Regions from separate parts of the Mus musculus genome. Here regions 2 and 3 are each linked to region 1. A link is a contact called in public HiChIP or PLAC-seq and promoter capture Hi-C data. All regions are on one chromosome and are shown on one strand. The core of a region is the stretch at or near the end of the contact, and the rest is flanking DNA. Distances in the headings are between cores, read along the strand shown. Region 1 holds the start of Trim32 (tripartite motif-containing 32). Region 2 has its middle 91 kb from the start of Gm23950. Region 3 has its middle 150 kb from the start of Gm23950.

Region 1 (3,108 bases), core at 383-2,882:
AGATGTCAGAAAGGGAGAGAGAGTGAAATGCTGTACTTTTCTTCTTTTTTGCTCCTAAAGAAATTCGGAATCAAATATGACTAACCATGGCCTGTATACAGATTCTCATCTATCCCAAATAACACACTCTACTGTGGAAAAGGCCTATGGATATTTATATTCACAGAACAAAAAACTCCTAAGTCTTAACTTAAATGCATTGTGGGGGATATCAGGTAGATGGGCTACAGCAAGATAGGGAAAGTTCTTTTATCTTTTCCGGATGTTATAACATTCTTAGTGGAAGCTCATAGTCTTCTAACTTTAACTATACATTCCAATGGTTTACCTTATAGTCAGAAGATTGTTAGGCCAGAGTCATAGGTTGTTAATAAATGGCCATTAAGAGAACTAAAGCTAGCCCAAGATAAATTGACTATGTGTCTACAATATGTTTTATCCTTTCCCAGTTCTAGGTATTTGGTCAGTCCATAGAATTGCCAGCACAGATATAATTTCTTCAAGGAACTTTGAGTCACATATTCTCTGGGAAAGCCTTGGGAGTTCTGGGTGCCTGGGTTGGCTCAGGGCTCTAGAATTATCTGAGATATCAAATTGTACTCAGAATGTATAATCAGGAAATCCGGCCAGGGATAAAATCATGTGAGAACTCCTGAATCACTGAGAAGAGAAACAAGTTGGAGAATGAATAGCCTGGTTCAGAGTTCCATCAAAATCGATGCCAGGTGTATACCGAACCTTGGACAAGATGTGTGGGACAGGGGCGGGAGTGAGGTGGGGGAAGGGGATAAATTTACTTTTCCCACCTTTCTGAGTTATTAGTAACTCATCAAAACAATCCTTAACTTTATTTTGAGATAAAGAAGTAGAAAAATGAAGTTAAGAGTGATTCTGGGAAATTAAAGCCAGGTTCTGACAGGTAGAAACTGGTTACTTTGCCTTTTAACCCCTAGGTCTCAGCTTCTTTTCAAAGTCTGTAGTCTGTCGGAAAGTGTCTAAAGGTATTACTGTTTTTGTTTTGTTGTCTTATCATTGTGCAGAGGGTACACAGCTAGGTGGAATTTCAAATATGAGAGCATAATATTTCAGATTCCTTCATATTCCTCACTAGTACTGTGTGTTTATCGCATTCAGGAGCAGGTATTACCTGTCCACAAACTACCTTCAGGACCAGGAGGTCCTGGCCACAAAACCTCCCGTCTGACAAGGCTCAATGCAGGCTTTTCCCTGTTTCTCCCTCTGCTATCCGCCTCTGCGCTGTTTGGCAAAGAAAACGTCTTTCCTAAGGGGCATGTGTTCAGTGACTCCACTTTGGGATGTGTCACAGGCAGAAACACCTAGCCCGGGGACCTGCAGCTCTTTGAAGGGAGTGTGCTTGTCTTCTTCAAAGAGGCGTCTGTCTGCAAAGTGCCCGAACTTTCTGGAGACTACTACTGGGGGATTAGCATTGACTAACCATGTTTAGACTCTGAAACGGGGCAGAAAGCTGCAATGGCCTAGGTTTCCGGAGCCATCCCTATCTATTCAGCTGGGCCGCGGGCGCTGAGCCCACAGACCTACAAGCCCCAGCATGCCTCGGGAGGCGGGGCAAGTTGACGGGCAGGCGACTGTACGAATTGGCGACTGCCATGGGAAGGACGTGCTAGCGCATGCGCAGAAGGCAGCGGGCGGGTGGGCTGGCAGCGGTGGACTCGCGTCGGAGCTGCGGGCGGTCAGGTAGGGGGCGGGAAGGAGGGTCTGCGACCAGGGACTGTGGTGGGTCGCGGGGATCCAAGATTGAATGGCAGGATTTGGGGACTGGATCGGAGTGGCAGGATCGGATTCGGAAGGGACGGGCTCAGGAGCGATTCGGCGGAGATGAGATGCAGCTGGGGGAGGGGAGCAAAGGGGCTGAGGAAATTTGCAGTTGCAGCATGTCGGGAGGTATGAGGTAATGTGGGGGCCATGCGGAGAGACGGGGTGCAGCATGTGGGAGATGGGAGGATCTGACGTCCCTGGAGGTATCTGGGTGCAGAATATCAGAAAGCATAAAGGAATTTGGCAGGCCTGGATGAGGTTGGGTGTTGGCGGGCAGAATCTTAGGGGCTTTGAGGAGATCGGTGTAATGATAGCAAGATCTGAGATCAAAACAGCCAAGGTCTTGGAAGATCCTAATTGCTGAAGAGAAAGGGATTTCTGTAGCGGAATCTGGGAAAGACTGAGGGGTGAGTTCCCGAGGGAATCAGTACCCAGTTAGAAAATCGCAGCAAAGGTTTGAAGGCAACACGTGAGGCAGGACGGGGGCGGAGGTGGGGGGCGGGGGTTGGAGGTGGCCCAGTACAAGATGGGGATGATGGGCAGATGAGCGATCAGATTGAAGGAGGGCAGAAATCTGAGGTACAGGATTGGAGTTTGGAGATGGCATACAGGGGTGATAGATGTGGGAATTTGAAAATAGATTAAAGGATGTATTGGAGGGATGAGGGACACATAAGAGCTATTGGTGAATTGCAAGGCTGCAGCATACAGTCTAAAAGGTTGAATGATAGATTTGGGATTTAGCGTTGAGAATGAGGTTTGTGGAGAATGAATGGTGGGGAGTGAATGCTGTAACTAGATTATAGAATTCAAAACCAAATGAAATTTGTGAGTAGGTTCTTAGGAGGTTTTTGTTTGTTTTTGTTTTTGTTTTGGTCTTGGCATAACTGAACCCAGAGGGTCTTCTGGAGACCCAGGGACCTGAAAGTAATTTATAAATAAACTATGTATAAATGAATGGAATTTAGGAGAATGTAAGGGTTTGGGAATAAAGACACCAGTCTTCAGAAATCCTGAAGGAGAGTTTGACATTCTTTGAAGGGCAGATTCTTCCTCACTTACTAACTAAAGGCCCTTTAATCCTGAGGCAGGCATGTATTCTGACTATACCCACTCTGACCACCCCCACCTCCTCATCACAGACCCGATATTATAGGCCTTGGGGAAGAAGCAGTGAACTACCTAAGGGCTTCTGCTACCTAGCCTTTTCCCTGTCCAAGGTATGAGCCAAAATGATCTTCAACCTAATATTATCTTATAGGAGGTCCATTATAGCTCACAGAGACAATGGTTCTGGGTGAGAAACAAAAC
Region 2 (3,108 bases), core at 184-2,683, 1.1 Mb before region 1:
AAATCTCACCAAACTAAAAATCATTATGCATAACTTCACTTCGTTTCTGAAAATTTTTAGTTTCCTATACTTATTTGTCTTGTTTGATTTGAGACAGAGGCTCCTGAAGTCCAGTCCATCTTTGAATTTTAGGTATCCTAAATCCTGGTTGTCCTGCCTCCATGTTCCTGGTGTTGGGATTACAGATGTGTACTGCCACACTAGGTAGATTCTGTGCAAGAGACTAAACCATGGTCTTATGAATGCTTGACAAACACTCTCCAAACTAAACTATCTTCTCAGCCCCATCTATCATCTTTCATTGCAGTAACAGCAATGTGTTACAGTTACCTTCCTCCTTGCCTGATTCCCCATGACACAGAATGCCCCTCGGGAAAAGAATTAAATCTTAAGCATCTTTGTAACTCTAGATCCTGTTATTATCTTTAGCAAATGGTAGGTGATGGATAATAAGTTGCTAAGAATTATAGTGCTTAGAATTAGTGTGGTACATCAAGACCAAACTGGAAGGGTATTGTCAAAAATTAAAGTAGATGACATAGAAAAGCCACATGTTGATAGCTGTTTACAGTTTAAAATCTATCCAAGTATATAAAGTGTCCCAAATCTTTCCTAACTCTGCCCCTCAAGACCCCTCCGGTCAGGGGAAGGCAGAGATGAACTAAGGACTCAGCTGTACAACTTCTACTAATTTAGTAGATATTTACTAAGTGTTCTCCAAAGTGGAGCTGGAAAGAATTTGAGAAGAGAACCTGGAGGAAGACCCAATGAATGAAAAGACAACTTTTCTCAGTTACAAAGGGCTTCATTATGAAAGATGGCATATGCCATGCTTAGGAGTTAGGATAAAGAAGTCTGCCCAGTCTCCTGGATTCCTGGACATAGACCTTCATCTCTTTTGGAGGTAAAAGAGAATTTACAGTCTTCTAGTTGGGTTTTTGTTTTATAGGGGAAGACATTAAGGCACAGAGAGAAGAAATTCCCCAGAGAGTAAGTGACAGAGCCAGGGTCAGAAACCAGGTCTTCTGACTTACAGCCCAGCACTCTTCAGCACATGGCTGGAATAATCCACCACACACCTGGCCATTCGTTGCTTTCAGAATCCAGCCACTACTCACTTTTCTCTGCATGGCAAGCAGCCAAGAGCCTTGAACTTCTCTGTGTTACCATTCTGCCCTTTGCCGAATGGGATATTAAAATATTCACTTGGGGGGTGGGGTGGGTCATGGGGTTCCGTCCATAAATGTTTGTGATTTGCTCTGAGCTATTTGGGCCAGAGGGACTCCAGAAATGGGAGACCCCAGTGGCCACAGTGGTGGTATCTGAGACTTCTCTGAGGTCTTGACTTTACTCTGCAGAATTAAGGAGATGGTTTAAGTGATAAACTATTCCTCATGAGCTGTATCTGTGTTGAAAGCACAGCATGAGTTCCCTGCACGCTTCCTCTCGCACAACCACAGCTATGCACCAATCCTCCTGGGTTCAGAGATGGAACTCTGGTTAAATGCGTGGAATTTATTCTTAGTCCTTTTCTTAATTACAGTTTTATTTTTATTTCTCTGGTGTTCTCTAGAGGAGGGGTTGGAAAGAAAGGAAAAAGAAGGGGGGGGGGAGGGAAATAGACTTCCAAGGTTTTTTTTTCTTTCCTTTTTTTCCCTCTCTCCTTATTTTTGTTTTGTTTCTGAACTGCCTGCTCCCAGCAAAGTAGAAGGCTTTAAGGGATCTTGCAGGGATACAAATCACATTCCAGTGAAGCTAGGGTTCAGAAGACACGTAATGAATACAATGAAAACAAAACTTGAGGTGAGCACATTCATTTTATAACTAATGAATCCCCTAGGCTGATAGACAAAGACTGAAGCTTTTATTCATCATTAATTTAATAAACAAAGAGAGTGGGCCTCAGGGTAAAGGGGCTATTCAGTCATGCTGAGGATGTGCCCAGCAAATTGCTATGTAATAACCAACAACATTGCTTCCCCTGACTGTTCACAGAGATTTTCCTCCTGTGTCTAATCTGGTCCCCAAAACTACCACACACTGCCAGTATTCTCAGTGTCAGACAGCATCCACTCAATGTTTATATCGATATCCTATCTTAGTGAGCATAACTCGATGTGTGTGGTTCCTTTAATGCAAATAAGTACCAGACTACATAAAATTTAGTGTTTCATTCACAAAATGGAGAGAATAGGCCATTGTTTATCAGTATCTTGAGAACATGTGCAGAGAGAATGGAGGCAAATAACACTGTGTAATATAAATAATGTGAATTCTTGGCATATGAAACTACACACACACACACACACACACACACACACACACACACACACACCCTTTTCCTCTGGACTCAGATGCTAGCAGACAAAGGATCTGTTTCATCAAGCATATTATGGTGCGTGTGCATAGTCCTCCAGACTAACCCCTTACTTTCTTGGCCCTGTTGCTTTTTGGAACTTTTAAATCATTTGACAAAAGCTGTAGTCAACTTGAGCCACTAACTAGACTTGGCATATTAGACCTATGTATGGATCAAGTGCATACCTATGATCTTGTTTCCAGCTCCACAGAAATTGAGACACTATCTACCTCCATAATCTTTTTGCAGAGAACCTAGTGAGCTCAAAGCACTTTAAATAATACCTGGGGGGGGGGGGGCTGTGGTCAATGTGGCTGCTGGTTCTGAAGGGGGAGGGTGATGCTTTGGACTATGAGATTGGAAGCTCATGAAGAATGAAGCTAGGGTGAGCTGGGGGAGTCCCTGCTTTCCTCGAACTTTCTGTTCTTTCACCTGTGTCCCTGAGTAGTCTTGCATGCACTCTCTGGCCAAGCTCAAGTGTCACCTTTCCCAGAAAGCCTGCTCAGCTCTGTATCCTTTTCCTCTTCCCCCTTCAAGAATGGCTGTCATTCCTGTCAACAGTTGAAACACTGCATCACCCTCTTCTATGTCAGGGAGCAATATTTACTATTGCCATTACTGTTTCATTTTTTTTCAAGGCTGAATATAAGCCTTTTGTACTTGGTTTTACCCTTCAGTATGAATTCATTTATTTAATGTTCATAAATATAAATAAATTGGCAAAGAAGTAGTATGTCATGTGATATTGA
Region 3 (3,108 bases), core at 421-2,920, 1.0 Mb before region 1:
AGTGGTTGCTTTTAGTGGAAGATGAAAGATGCCTTTAGGGCAAGTTAGAGGCTAGATGGTAAAAGAGAGAATTATATTGCTCAGCAATGAAAAGAAAAGAAAAAAAACAACAATGAAGGTAGGTAAAGAGGAACATATAGAAGTCAGGGCATACAGAAAGCAGAGCAAGGAACTCAAGTCTAAACTGCAGGCACAATTGAAGCTAGGAAATTTCACTAGGTTTTCTGAATAGTACATAATACACAGTACTGTTACTTTCCCAGGATAACAAAGACTGTTGTGCAATAACACTATGAACCAACCTGCAGACATGTTTATAAATATAGGAGTATCTGATTTGAAACCAGTGGTTTCTAGATTAGTTTACTCCTTAAGGATAGAGTATAAAAGGCTTCTCAGTAGCTGATAGTCTATAAATAGTAACTTCCAATTATAATGCGCAATGATCAATTACAGAGCTTGTATGTATTGACCATCAGCCACTCTGCTATGGTCTTCATATGCTTTGTTTCTCATAGTTCTGTGTGAAAAGTCACATATAGCATCCATCTCCAGTTTGCTCATAAAAAAGCTAGAAAAGATTAAATGGATGCCAAAGGTCTCCAAGATGAAAATACAATAGCCTTCAGTAGAACTCTGATTCCAAAATCCTACCTTTTATAATTCTTAACTCATGTATGATCCCATAGATTGTGGAAAGTTCATACTAGACAAATTTCTGTTTTTAAATGTTTACTTACTGTTTATTTTGTGTTTATTTCCTGTTTTGCTTGCATATAATGTCTATATACCAAGTGTGTACCTGATACTTGTGGAAGTACCAGATTGAGTTCCTAGAAATGATATAACTATCTCTAGCTGTAAGGAAGATACTTTATCTCACACATGCCTTTATATAGCACTTATGTGATCAGGGTTTCTTTCATGTTGACTTACAGTTTGCTGTTTTTTACTGTCAGTATAATTGGTTCTTGTTTATGAAAGGTCTTATAAAGCATGCACACGCACACACACACACACACACACACACACACACACCAACACCATGATTGGTTCATAGATTAGATTCCATAAGGCTATATGAAGTCAAATCTACAAAGAATCACTTTGGCCACTGTACTCAGTGTCTGCAGTGGGAAGGAAATATTCCTCTTGGAGCAGGTCTTGACTGAGAACAGGGTTGCCTCTTTGCATTTATTCATCATTCAGAGAATTGGCTAGTAGGGGGGACTTTCACACTCCTGTGTTATCTATCTCCATTTAGTGGAGAGAACCATAACGTGTCACATACACTACCTCTTGTTCTCCATATCCCAGCCAGCATTGCCTAGGAGACAGAAATAGCATTCATCGAAAGCCACAATTACCTCATTTCCCTGGCTCGTTGTCTGAGATGTGCCTTGCCTCATAGTGACTGTGTAGGGCCAAAAGTCCAGCAAATATAGCAAACAGAGCAGCTGCTTGTCCAAGAAATGGTCTTACAAACAGGAGAGAACAGCATGTTCTCTGAGCAGATCAGGACCCTTGGCTGTTTTTATGGGTGTTTTGGTTTTCAGGCCAGCAACAGCGTCTGAAAACTCCTGGGGATTTCCCAAGCACCATTCGTCAGGTGGCTAGGCTTCCTCTGACGTTGCTTGTGAGTGATGGGGTGCAGGAAGAAGGTCATGTACAAGGCCATCCAAGGGCACTTTCAGCATGATTGTGGGAAATGAGAGAGCTAATGCAATGTCAGAATGTTCAGAAAAACAAGAACTTTCTGAATAGTGCTTGGCACGTGTTCGATGGACATTCAAGAAGTAGTTCTTGAATGAAACACTGGGGGATTAAGTGAGTAGACTCCCAGCATTTGCATTAACGGGCACACATGCGATTTCAACAGAAGTGACCAATTGTGCTGGTTTGCTCAGGGTTTCTGAGGGTGTAGATGGGGCTTTGAGTGTTGAAATCAAGAAAATTCGGGCTAAACTCCTGGTATGAGTTTGTTGCTTCAATTTCAAAACAGGTGTATTGAAATCTGAAACATAACTTTCATCATCAAGCAAAAGCCCATCTTCCAGGAGGTTTGAATTTAATAAGGGAAACTAGACAGAGAAATAATTAATTATTGTATAAATGGAAAGGATGTGGCTTATTGAAAAAAGGTTAGAAGCTCAGCCTACCATAGCCCCTCATTTTCACCATTTCTTCAAACTAAGTCCCCTTTGATTTTTGCGTGGGTACACCCTCCATTAGAGGGAATACTGTTGTGATCCAGGCACAGATATTGTGTTACCCTTGCCAGTGACTGGTTTAGGAACAGGCACATAACATAATTTTGGACAAAAGTACATACAAGAAGAACTAATAGGCAGATTTCAGTGAAGGTTTCCTTGCTCTTAAGAAGAAATAAAACCCACCAAATTTCTTATCAGCCACTGATGGTATCAACATGTTACCCACAGAGTTTTTATAGATGTTTTAAATCTACTTGAGGAAGTTATACTAAGTGGGACGATGGGGGAGACAGGAAAAACCTAAGTTTTTAATGACGTTATTGAGTGACCAAGTGATTGTAACCATCTAACTCCAAAATTGAAAAGATTGCACGCTTGCCTTATTACTGAAATTATCTGAATTTCTGTTATGCAGTCAATAATATAATGGTCAGTTACACCCAAGTCCTCTCTGCCATCAGAGGAAGGCATGACATGTGCCAGGGGGTGTGACAGAGTGTGACAGAGGCTCATGGAGCCTCTCAAACTTACACTGTGGTATGGACAAAAACTGTGTTTCTCATAGACAAAACCAAAGGCCAAAATACAGACCTCACAATGTAGCTGTAGGAAAGCAGTTAGTGGCAGCTGCCTCAGGCATGTTTATGGTTATCATTAATATAACAGGGGCAGTGAGTACACTGAAGCAATAGAACATGAAAAACACTTGGGAGTTCCAGGTTTAGTAAACTTGACTGTCCCCACAGGCAACAGAGAACCAGTTATGGTTTCTATCTGAAATGTCCTTCAAAACCTCAAGTGTTAAAGGCATGTCTGCCAGACAATGGATCGTTGGGAAGTTATTGCATCACTAGGGCTCCAACGCAACCAGTGAATTACTTTGTTTATTTTGTGG

Evidence for each region. Promoter capture Hi-C pulls out the DNA fragments that hold promoters and counts their contacts. HiChIP or PLAC-seq counts read pairs in DNA pulled down with a chosen protein or histone mark.
Region 2: a contact with region 1 is called in an H3K27ac HiChIP or PLAC-seq map of the NIH/3T3 cell line, with 10 times the contacts expected there. The contact joins the enhancer-like site here to the promoter of Trim32 in region 1. A contact is called at or near these places in 17 of 39 promoter capture datasets (the 3T3-L1 cell line, 3T3-L1-derived adipocytes, the C10 cell line and 11 more), 41 of 484 Hi-C or Micro-C datasets (the AML12 cell line, the MC3T3-E1 cell line, MC3T3-E1-derived osteoblasts and 28 more), 10 of 115 datasets of contacts at active chromatin or transcription factors (the NIH/3T3 cell line, cardiomyocytes, embryonic forebrain and 5 more) and 1 of 9 other capture datasets (adipose tissue).
Region 3: a contact with region 1 is called in a promoter capture Hi-C map of hippocampal neurons, with 5 times the contacts expected there. The contact joins the enhancer-like site here to the promoter of Trim32 in region 1. A contact is called at or near these places in 9 of 39 promoter capture datasets (the 3T3-L1 cell line, cranial neural crest, frontonasal cranial neural crest and 4 more) and 1 of 115 datasets of contacts at active chromatin or transcription factors (stem cell-derived neural progenitor cells).

What each region holds. Positions count from the first base shown.
Region 1 is chr4:65,603,354-65,606,461 of GRCm38.p6, forward strand. Trim32 (tripartite motif-containing 32) reads left to right here and starts at 1,633. Exons shown (of 2, transcript NM_053084.2): 1 at 1,633-1,716. The region is part of intron 16 of Astn2 (astrotactin 2); the gene reads right to left.
Region 2 is chr4:64,534,643-64,537,750 of GRCm38.p6, forward strand. No RefSeq gene overlaps it. Among named protein-coding and RNA genes, the nearest start is that of Gm23950, 91 kb to the left of the region's middle. Within about 2 kb of position 1,434, at least 15 of the 459 cell types and tissues checked have an H3K27ac peak or open chromatin away from gene starts, as enhancers often do. A contact at or near this core is called in the NIH/3T3 cell line and adipose-derived mesenchymal stem cells, where this site is marked.
Region 3 is chr4:64,593,746-64,596,853 of GRCm38.p6, forward strand. No RefSeq gene overlaps it. Among named protein-coding and RNA genes, the nearest start is that of Gm23950, 150 kb to the left of the region's middle. Within about 2 kb of position 1,671, at least 35 of the 459 cell types and tissues checked have an H3K27ac peak or open chromatin away from gene starts, as enhancers often do.